Regions from separate parts of the Macaca mulatta genome. Here region 1 is linked to region 2. A link is a contact called in public Hi-C data. All regions are on one chromosome and are shown on one strand. The core of a region is the stretch at or near the end of the contact, and the rest is flanking DNA. Distances in the headings are between cores, read along the strand shown.

Evidence for each region. Hi-C and Micro-C count contacts between places; a contact is called where the count stands out from the background.
Region 1: a Hi-C map of liver shows a contact between it and region 2, with 2.2 times the contacts expected there. The contact joins the promoter of UBXN2A here to the promoter of SF3B6 in region 2. A contact is called at or near these places in 2 of 14 Hi-C or Micro-C datasets (fetal cortex germinal zone and liver).

Annotation. Positions count from the first base shown.
Region 1 is chr13:101,113,967-101,117,806 of T2T-MMU8v2.0, reverse strand. It overlaps UBXN2A (UBX domain protein 2A), which reads left to right and starts at 1,682. Exons shown (of 7, transcript XM_015111809.3): 1 at 1,682-2,037. ATAD2B (ATPase family AAA domain containing 2B) reads right to left here and starts at 1,500. Exons shown (of 28, transcript XM_077960076.1): 1 at 981-1,500. The coding sequence starts at 1,196.
Region 2 is chr13:100,964,755-100,968,611 of T2T-MMU8v2.0, reverse strand. It overlaps SF3B6 (splicing factor 3b subunit 6), which reads right to left and starts at 1,744. Exons shown (of 4, transcript NM_001260884.1): 1 at 1,515-1,744. The coding sequence starts at 1,544. TP53I3 (tumor protein p53 inducible protein 3) reads right to left here. Exons shown (of 5, transcript NM_001266424.1): 5 at 2,634-2,916. The coding sequence ends at 2,734.

The DNA.
Region 1 (3,840 bases), core at 433-2,932, 150 kb before region 2:
ACTCTTCTCTGAATTCAGAAACAATTTCATAGTAAAATAAACGTGTCAATTCCTTTTTAAAGCAATAAATATCTGTGCTTAGCTTTATACTGTAGGTAATAAAATTTCAAGATCTTTCAATCATTTTTTTAATTCAATCACCAGGGTCTTCAAATGTCATTTTTGCAACTGCATGACAACACTGGTGTTCATTCAACTTTTGTAATATAGTCCCATAACGAAAATGTAGACACCCAAGAAACCACACAGTTTTGGCACGATAGTGCTGACTATCCGAAACATTCCACTTGTTTCTTTCGACGTGCTCCTTCTGTGACCTGAAAGCTCTGGTTCCTACTAGCACCTTGGTGAGCTAGCTGGCTGGTTCCCCAGCCATAATATCATGTTTGATCTCTCCTGCCTGGAGAGGCGATAGCGTTGATTTTGTTTTTAAAGTTGGTGTCAGAGCAGCTACAAACTTTTTTCAGCATCCCTGCCTGGCTGCCAACTGGAGCTCTCTGTTCACTTCCTCACCAACTTGAACCACCCCCAAACTGAGAGTAAGCTGGAGTTAGACAGCGGCAGGAACTGACACACTTTCAAGAAGGGTTTGACACCGCAGAAAACTTTCACTTCTCCAACCCTTCCACCCAGGGGTTCTGGCCCTTCGCTCTTGCTTCCCCGCTAGAATTCCCCTCTGGGGCAGGACAAGGACAAGGACAGCAGATCGTTCGAATGACCCCGAAAGGGACCCCCAAAGCCCTCTCCCCTGGACTCATGGGCTGTTCTTTACACAAAAGAGCCGGGCCAGCTTGAAAAGCAAAGGGGACAGCGTCGCGGCCCTTCTCCTGGGTGCCACCCTCCACCGCGCCCGCAGACCCTGTCTCCAGCCGCCCGAGCAGTCTCCACTGGAGGCTTCCTGCCCCCAACCCGGCCAGACAAAGCCTCGGCAGCCGGGCCGGCACTTCCGAGCCTCCGGACTCGGGACGCCGCGCTCTTACCCTGGCCTCATCCAGAGTGACGCCGGCGCCACCGCTTCCCCCGGCCTTGGCGGCGGGGCAGCTGGCGGCGCGGGTCTTGGAGGAGCGGGTCCGAGAGGAGATGAAATGGCTGCTGCCTCCGGTCGCCCCAGGCTCTGCTCCGGCCCCAGGCCCAGGCCCGGGACCAGGAGACTTGGACCCGAGAAGGCGGAGAGAGCTCTTCCGGGTGTTCACCATGGTCCAGCCAGGGGGACGGAGTCCACGCCGCGCCCGGGAGAGCCGAGCAAGGCCGGCCCGCCGGCCGGTCAGTCAGGGCCAGCGGAGCCGAGCCGGGCAGTGAGAGACGAGCCGGTCCGGAGCGTGCAGAGCGCAGACGAGCACAAGAGAGAGCCGGGCAGAGGAAGGGAAGTCGGCGTGAGCAAGCGGCGAGCGGGAAGCGGGGGCGGTGCTGCAGGCGGCAGCACAGACACTCCGCCGGCTTCGCCCTCCTCAGCGGGAGCTGAGCGGAGCCGCCATTTCTACCCCTTTCTCTCCCGTTCTCGCTCTCGAGCTCCGTGCGTCAGGGCTCCAGCGCCGCAGGGCCAACGAGACCGCTTCCGGCCGCAGCCGCGGCGGGGCGCTGCGAGGCCAGCCAGCCCTTCCCGGCAGCTCTCTCCTCTCCCCGCGGCCTCCAGCTGCCCCGCCCCCGGCGCGGCGTCAGCGCTCGGCGGCCGGGGAGCGACGCTCTGGGCTGTCAGCTCGATGGTTTCCAGGTCTCCGCTACCGCAAAGCTGGGGGGACCAGAAAAGCCAGACTGATCAGGACGAGTTCGGGCGTGGACTTGGGCCAGAAGCTCTCGTGCCCAGCCAGGCCTGGACGGCCCCAGACCCCACCGTCTCCCCCGTGGCCTGGATGGAGCAGGGGACGGCCGGCGAAGGCGCGGGGTGGAAGGGGAGCGGCGACGAAGTCGCGAGGAGCTGACTGGGAATCCCCGAGCTACCCGAGGCAAGACACTGAACTTGAGTCGCACTTTTCATGCCTGTAAAAATGAGAATGACAGCTGTGATAAAAAATTGATCTGGGCGGTATCTGGAACGTGGTAAGCTTAAGACGAAAAGGGTGGGGGGCGCGAAACACCACGCTAGAACCCTGCGTCTTTAAACAAAGCGAGGCAGGGTCGTTTTCTATCCTCTTAGCCAGATCTAAGGCGGAGTCAAAGAATGAGTTCCCTCTAAGAGCCGCCTCTATCACCGCCCCCTGCCCCTGGCCCGCTGAAGAATTAGCATTCAAAAAGCTGAGCCCAAAGATATAACATTTGCAATTTAACTTCCAAAGAAAAAAAAAATTAAGCCACACAATTCATATGAAAAGCTCTGCTGCAGGCCGGGTGCGGCGGCTCACGCCTGTAATCCCAGCACTTTGGGAGGCCGGGGTGGGTGGATCACCTGAGGTCAGGAGTTCGAGGCCAACCTGACCAACATGGTGAAACCCTGTCTCTACTAAAAATACAAAAAAATAGACGGGTGTTGTGGCGGGCACCAGTAATCCCAGCTGCTCGGGAAGCTGAGGCATGAGAATCACTTGAACCCAGAAGACGGAGGTTGCAGTGAGCCGAAATGACGCCACTGCGCTCCAGCCTGAACGATAGAGCCAGACCCTGTCTCAAAAAAAAAAAAAAAAGAAAGAAAGAAAAGGAAGAAACGGAAGGAAGGAAAAAGAAAGGAAGGAGAGAAAAAACTTTGCTGTAAAGTAGGAATTAGGTTCATTTCAAAAATTCACAATACAGGTCGGGAGCAGTGGCTGAGGCCTGTAATCCCAGCACTTTGGGAGGCCGAGGCAGGTGGATCACTTGAGGTCAGGAGTTCGAGACCAACCTGACCAACATGGTGAAACCCCATGTACTAAAAAATACAAAAAATTAGCCAGGTGTGGTGCCACATGCCTGTAATCCCAACTACTTAGGAGGCTGAGGCAGGAGAATCGCTTGAACTCCGGAGGCAGAGGTTGCAGTGAGCCGAGATCGTGCCACTGCACTCCAGCCTGGGTGACAGAATGAGACTCCGTCTCAAAAAAAAAAAAAAAAAAAAAAAATTCACAGTACATTAGACATAGCCTACTGGTTATTGGGCAGAAGTTTATTAAACTCTTTATTAAACTAAGAAAAATTGAAGACTCAAGAAACGTCCTGAAAATGACCAAATGGCATCAAACTTAGAGCATTCTGGCCATCTAAGCTCCCAGTCATTCCAAAAAACTGTACGACACTGGGAATGAGAATGTTTTTTTCTGTTTGGGAACCAGTATGGATTCCAGAATAGATAAATCCTTCTGACACAATTTGCATGCCACATCCTCTCCTGGATACTTCACCTGCCACTTAGAGCTGGCATCTTAATGGGTGTGGATTCCTCATAATGGAACCATACCTGGATTTTCCTGGGTCAGGTAGCCATCACATCCATGAGCAGAATAAACAAGTATCAATTCCTGTGGAAAGAGACTGGTTTCGGCCAGGCACTGTAACTCGCACCTGTATTCTCAGCACTTAGAGGCCAAGGTGGGAGGATGGCTTGAGACCAGCCTGGGCAACATAGTGAGATCCTCTCTCTACCAAAAAGAGAGAGAGACAGAGTCTCGCTCTGTCACCCAGGCTAGAGTACAGTGGCACAACCTCAGCTCACTACAGCCTCGACCTCCCAGGCTCAAGCGATCCCCCTGCCTCAGCCTCCCCAGTCGCTGAGACTACTGGGTGTGGTGCCTGTGGTCCCAGCCACTCCTGAGGCTGAGGCGCCATCAATCACTTGAGCCCAGGATGACCAGGCGACAATGAGCCAAGTTCATGCCACTGTACTTTAGCCTGGGTGACAGAGTAACACCCTGTCTCAGAAAAGATTTTTTAAAA
Region 2 (3,857 bases), core at 495-2,994:
TCATCTATATCCAACTACTTTTCCTCTATTACTACGCCAACCTTCATCTACTAAAAACCTCCACTTCTGGACTTAACCTATCTTTCTTCCATATCATGTTTCTTACACCGTGCTGGATTGCTCCCATTGGCATAAAAACACGCCTATATCACACATCTTTTAAAAAGTCAACTATCTGGCTGGGTGCAGTGGCTCATGCCTGTAATCCCAGCATTTTGGGAGGCCAAGGCAGGTGGATCACTTGAGGTCAGGAGTTCGAGACCAGCCCGTCCAACATGGAGAAATCCTGTCTCTACTAAAAATACAAAAATTAGCCGGGTGTGGCAGTGGGTACCTGTAATCCCAGTTACTCAGGAGGCTGAGGCAGGAGAATTGCTTGAACTCAGGAGACAGAGGTTGCAGTGAGCCAAGACTGCACCACTGCACTCCAGACTGGGCGACAGAGTGAGAGTCTCTCTCTCAAAAAAAAAAGTCAACTATCATCCAATTTCCCTACTTCCTATTTACATGAGAACTCACAGACAGTGTCTTTGCTGTTTCCATTTTCTCAACTTTCACCATCTTTTCACCCCACTGCAATCAAGCTTTCATCCACTGAAATGATTCCTATCATCAAGGTCACCAAAAGTCTCCATTTACATATCCAATGGTCAATTGTCTGTCTTTTCTTTTTTCTTTTTTTTAAATTTTTTTTTTGAGTCAGGGTCTTGTTCTGTCTCTTGGCTGAAGTGCTGTGCAGTCGTACAATCATGGCTCAAGGCAGCCTTGAATTCCTGGGCTCAAGCAATCCTCCCACCTCAGCCTCCCAAAGTGCAGGGATTACAGGCATGAGCCACCTCGCATGGCCTACCTTCATCTTATACCTCTAAGCGTTTTACAGTTGACTAATCTCTCTTTTGAGTTTTTTTTTAAAGTTTCCATAACACTGCACTCTCAAACACTAGAATGTAAGCAGAAGGACTTGTTTTATTCACGGCTGTATTCCCAATACGTAAGACTAGTGTCTGCCACATAGTAGCTGTTCAATAAATATAACTGATGAATTATGTCCCACATGGCAAGCAGAATACATAGTAGGTGCTCAAAAAATATTGTTTTAATTAATATATTAATGAAGGATCCGAAAAGCTCCATGATCTGAGGGGAATCCCAGGCCCCAATTGTTGGTGAACCATTAAGTTAGTTGAGAACTCTTCTGCGCTATCGAGTTTAAGCCAAGGAGATAATCCTAACGCCAGGTCCTTAGGTGCAGGTCAAGCAAAGAGGCTACAGGGGTAACACTATGACTGACACTAGGTTAGAGACTGAGGAACTCTCAAAAGGGGTGGGGGCAGAAATGTCGCTCAAGGAGCATATCTCCGAGGATGGGGCCAGGATAGTGTCTTCGCTGACAGGATAGGAATTCTGGAGTTCTCCGCTCTGGGGACGGAGGAGGGGCAAGAATGCTCCGATCCACGGGCTAATAAAGGCAAACCCGAAGTTCTCCCAACCTCTGCAGAACACCCGGTACTCACGTTCGCCCTCTTGGCCGCTTGCATCGCCATCTTGGCGGGCTGATAAGGTTACCGTAGCAGATACTGAAATTCCTCCGGACCCCTCCGGAGCTCGCTCGGTTTCAGGCGTTACACCGCGTTAGACGCAGGACATCAACATCCAGGACCCGCCGGAAGCTGTTACAGCGGAATAGCGCTGTCTCACGCCGAGACGCGCTGACGTAGCAGCCCCCTTCCAATACACTCCCGGGTAAAACCGAGCCTGAGAGAGACGCGAGGCCGGAAGATGGAAACGCGAGTTCAAGACACTTCCGGGCTCTGTAGCGTAAAGGGCGGGGCGTAGCCTCCAAAAGGCGGGATGTTCCGGTAGGGGAGGCCCTCCCTGACCAAAGGGAGCCGGGCGGAGGGGGCGGGGCCTGAGGAGGGCGGTGAGCTGGGGCGGGGCCCAGGTGAGTAATTGGGGAGCGAAGGAGGCGGGGGTTGAGGAGGGTTATGACAAATAGGGAGGGGCCCAAGTGAGTAGCGGGAGGGGGCGGGGCCTGAGGAGGGTGCTGAGAGCTGGAGCTGGGCCCAAGTGAGTATCGGGGAGGAAGCGGGGCCTGAGGAGCGAGATGAGCTGGGGCGGGACCCAAGTGAGTAGCGGGAGGGGGCGGGGCCTGAGGAGGGCGGTGAGAGGTGGGGTGCGGCCCAGGTGAGTAGGGGAAGTGGTCGGGGCCTGAGGAGGGTGGTGGAGGTGCAGCGGAGCCCAGATGTGTAGCGGGAGGTGGTGGGGGCTGAGGAGGGCGGCGAGAGGTGGGGTGGGGCCCAGGTGAGTAGCCGGTAGGGCCAGGGCCTGCTGTGGTGCCCGTGCGGGGCGCGCGGGCAGGTGCGGGAGACGCGATGGTGGGCCTGAGCCTCTAGCCGTGCTCAAGGCGGAGTCTGCGGGGTTCTGGCGGCTTGTGTCACGGCTGACGCTGTAACTATACCCAGAACCTCCGACCTTGGAGGGGCGCTCAGGTGGAGCCTCAGCTGATCGGGCCTCTGAAATCCCCGCTGCGACGCCCGCCGGACTCCCTCCCCAACCCCGCCGCGGCGGCCGCAGTCCGCGTGCCACCCTTCCAGTCCACTCTTTATTTCCTTAGACCAACTTTAAACGGCTCTGGAGGAAGCACCGGGTTTCTTGCCTGTTTATTGTGAATCTTCTCCAGGTTTGCTCTAGAAAGGCCTGAGGTGGCCGCGTCCTGTCTTGCCCACTCCTCCTTCACTGGGGCAGTTCCAGGACGATCTTGCCTAGGTTTTTGTTGGTCTCCATGTACTTATGGGCCTCCTGGATTTCGGTCACTGGGTAGATTCTGTCCAGAACCGGCAGTAGACGTTGGGGGCCCTCCGTGGAGAAGTGAGGCAGAATTTGCTCCGTGAAAGCATTCACTAGCATTTGCTTGTACTAAGACAAGGGAAAGGAGAGCATCAGCCTGGGGAGAGAGCCTCACCCCGCCCTCCTCATCCTCCTCAGCCTTCTTGCTCTCTCTGAAACCACATATCTGAAAAAGAACACGGGGACACTTAACCCCTCACTTTCTAGCATGTGTGTGCAATACCCCTGAAGGAGTGATGTGCCATCTCAGAATATGTCTGATAGGTATATTGTTTATTTTGAGGTGAAAACATTGGAGAAATTGTAGTTTCAGAAAAGGATAGCTGACCTGTCTCTTCTTGCATGTAGCAAGTCATAAAGATTCCTGTGGGAGGGGCACCCTCCCCATACTAGGGCAAGAAAATAGCCTTTATCACCGGAGACTGGAAACAGGGCTACAGTGGAACTGAATAAATAAACTTAAGGAAGTAACCCTTATCTTCCACTAGTTTTACGCCCCCCACCCCCATATATCTCCTAGTGACTTCCCTAGAAATTTACTATCCCTAGCCCGATTTTGCCTTATTTCTTCTCAAATTTATTGTTCTTTGTCTAAAAATTACAAAAGCATCTTACTTTGGCCAGATCACTTGAGCCTGGGAGTTTGAGATCAGCCTGGGCAACATGGTGAAACCGTCTCTATAAAAAATACAAGCCAGGCATGGTGGTATGCCTTTGTCTTGGCTACCTAGGAGGCTGATTGTGCCACTGGACTTCAGCCTGGGTGACAGAGTAAGACCCTGTCTCCATTAAAAAAAAAAAAAAAAAAAACATGCTTTTCTCCTGTCAATCTGCTGTTATCAATTTGGTTTCTAGATCCAGCCGAAGAGACCACATAGGAGGTAAAGGGGGGTTACAGGTGATCTCTGGCTCCCCTGTACCTCCAAATGTGTAACTTCTGTTCTGTACCAGATAAAGACTGAAGCCTGAAGTAAAATGTTAGTATCACTGACAGCCTAAGAATTGTTTTT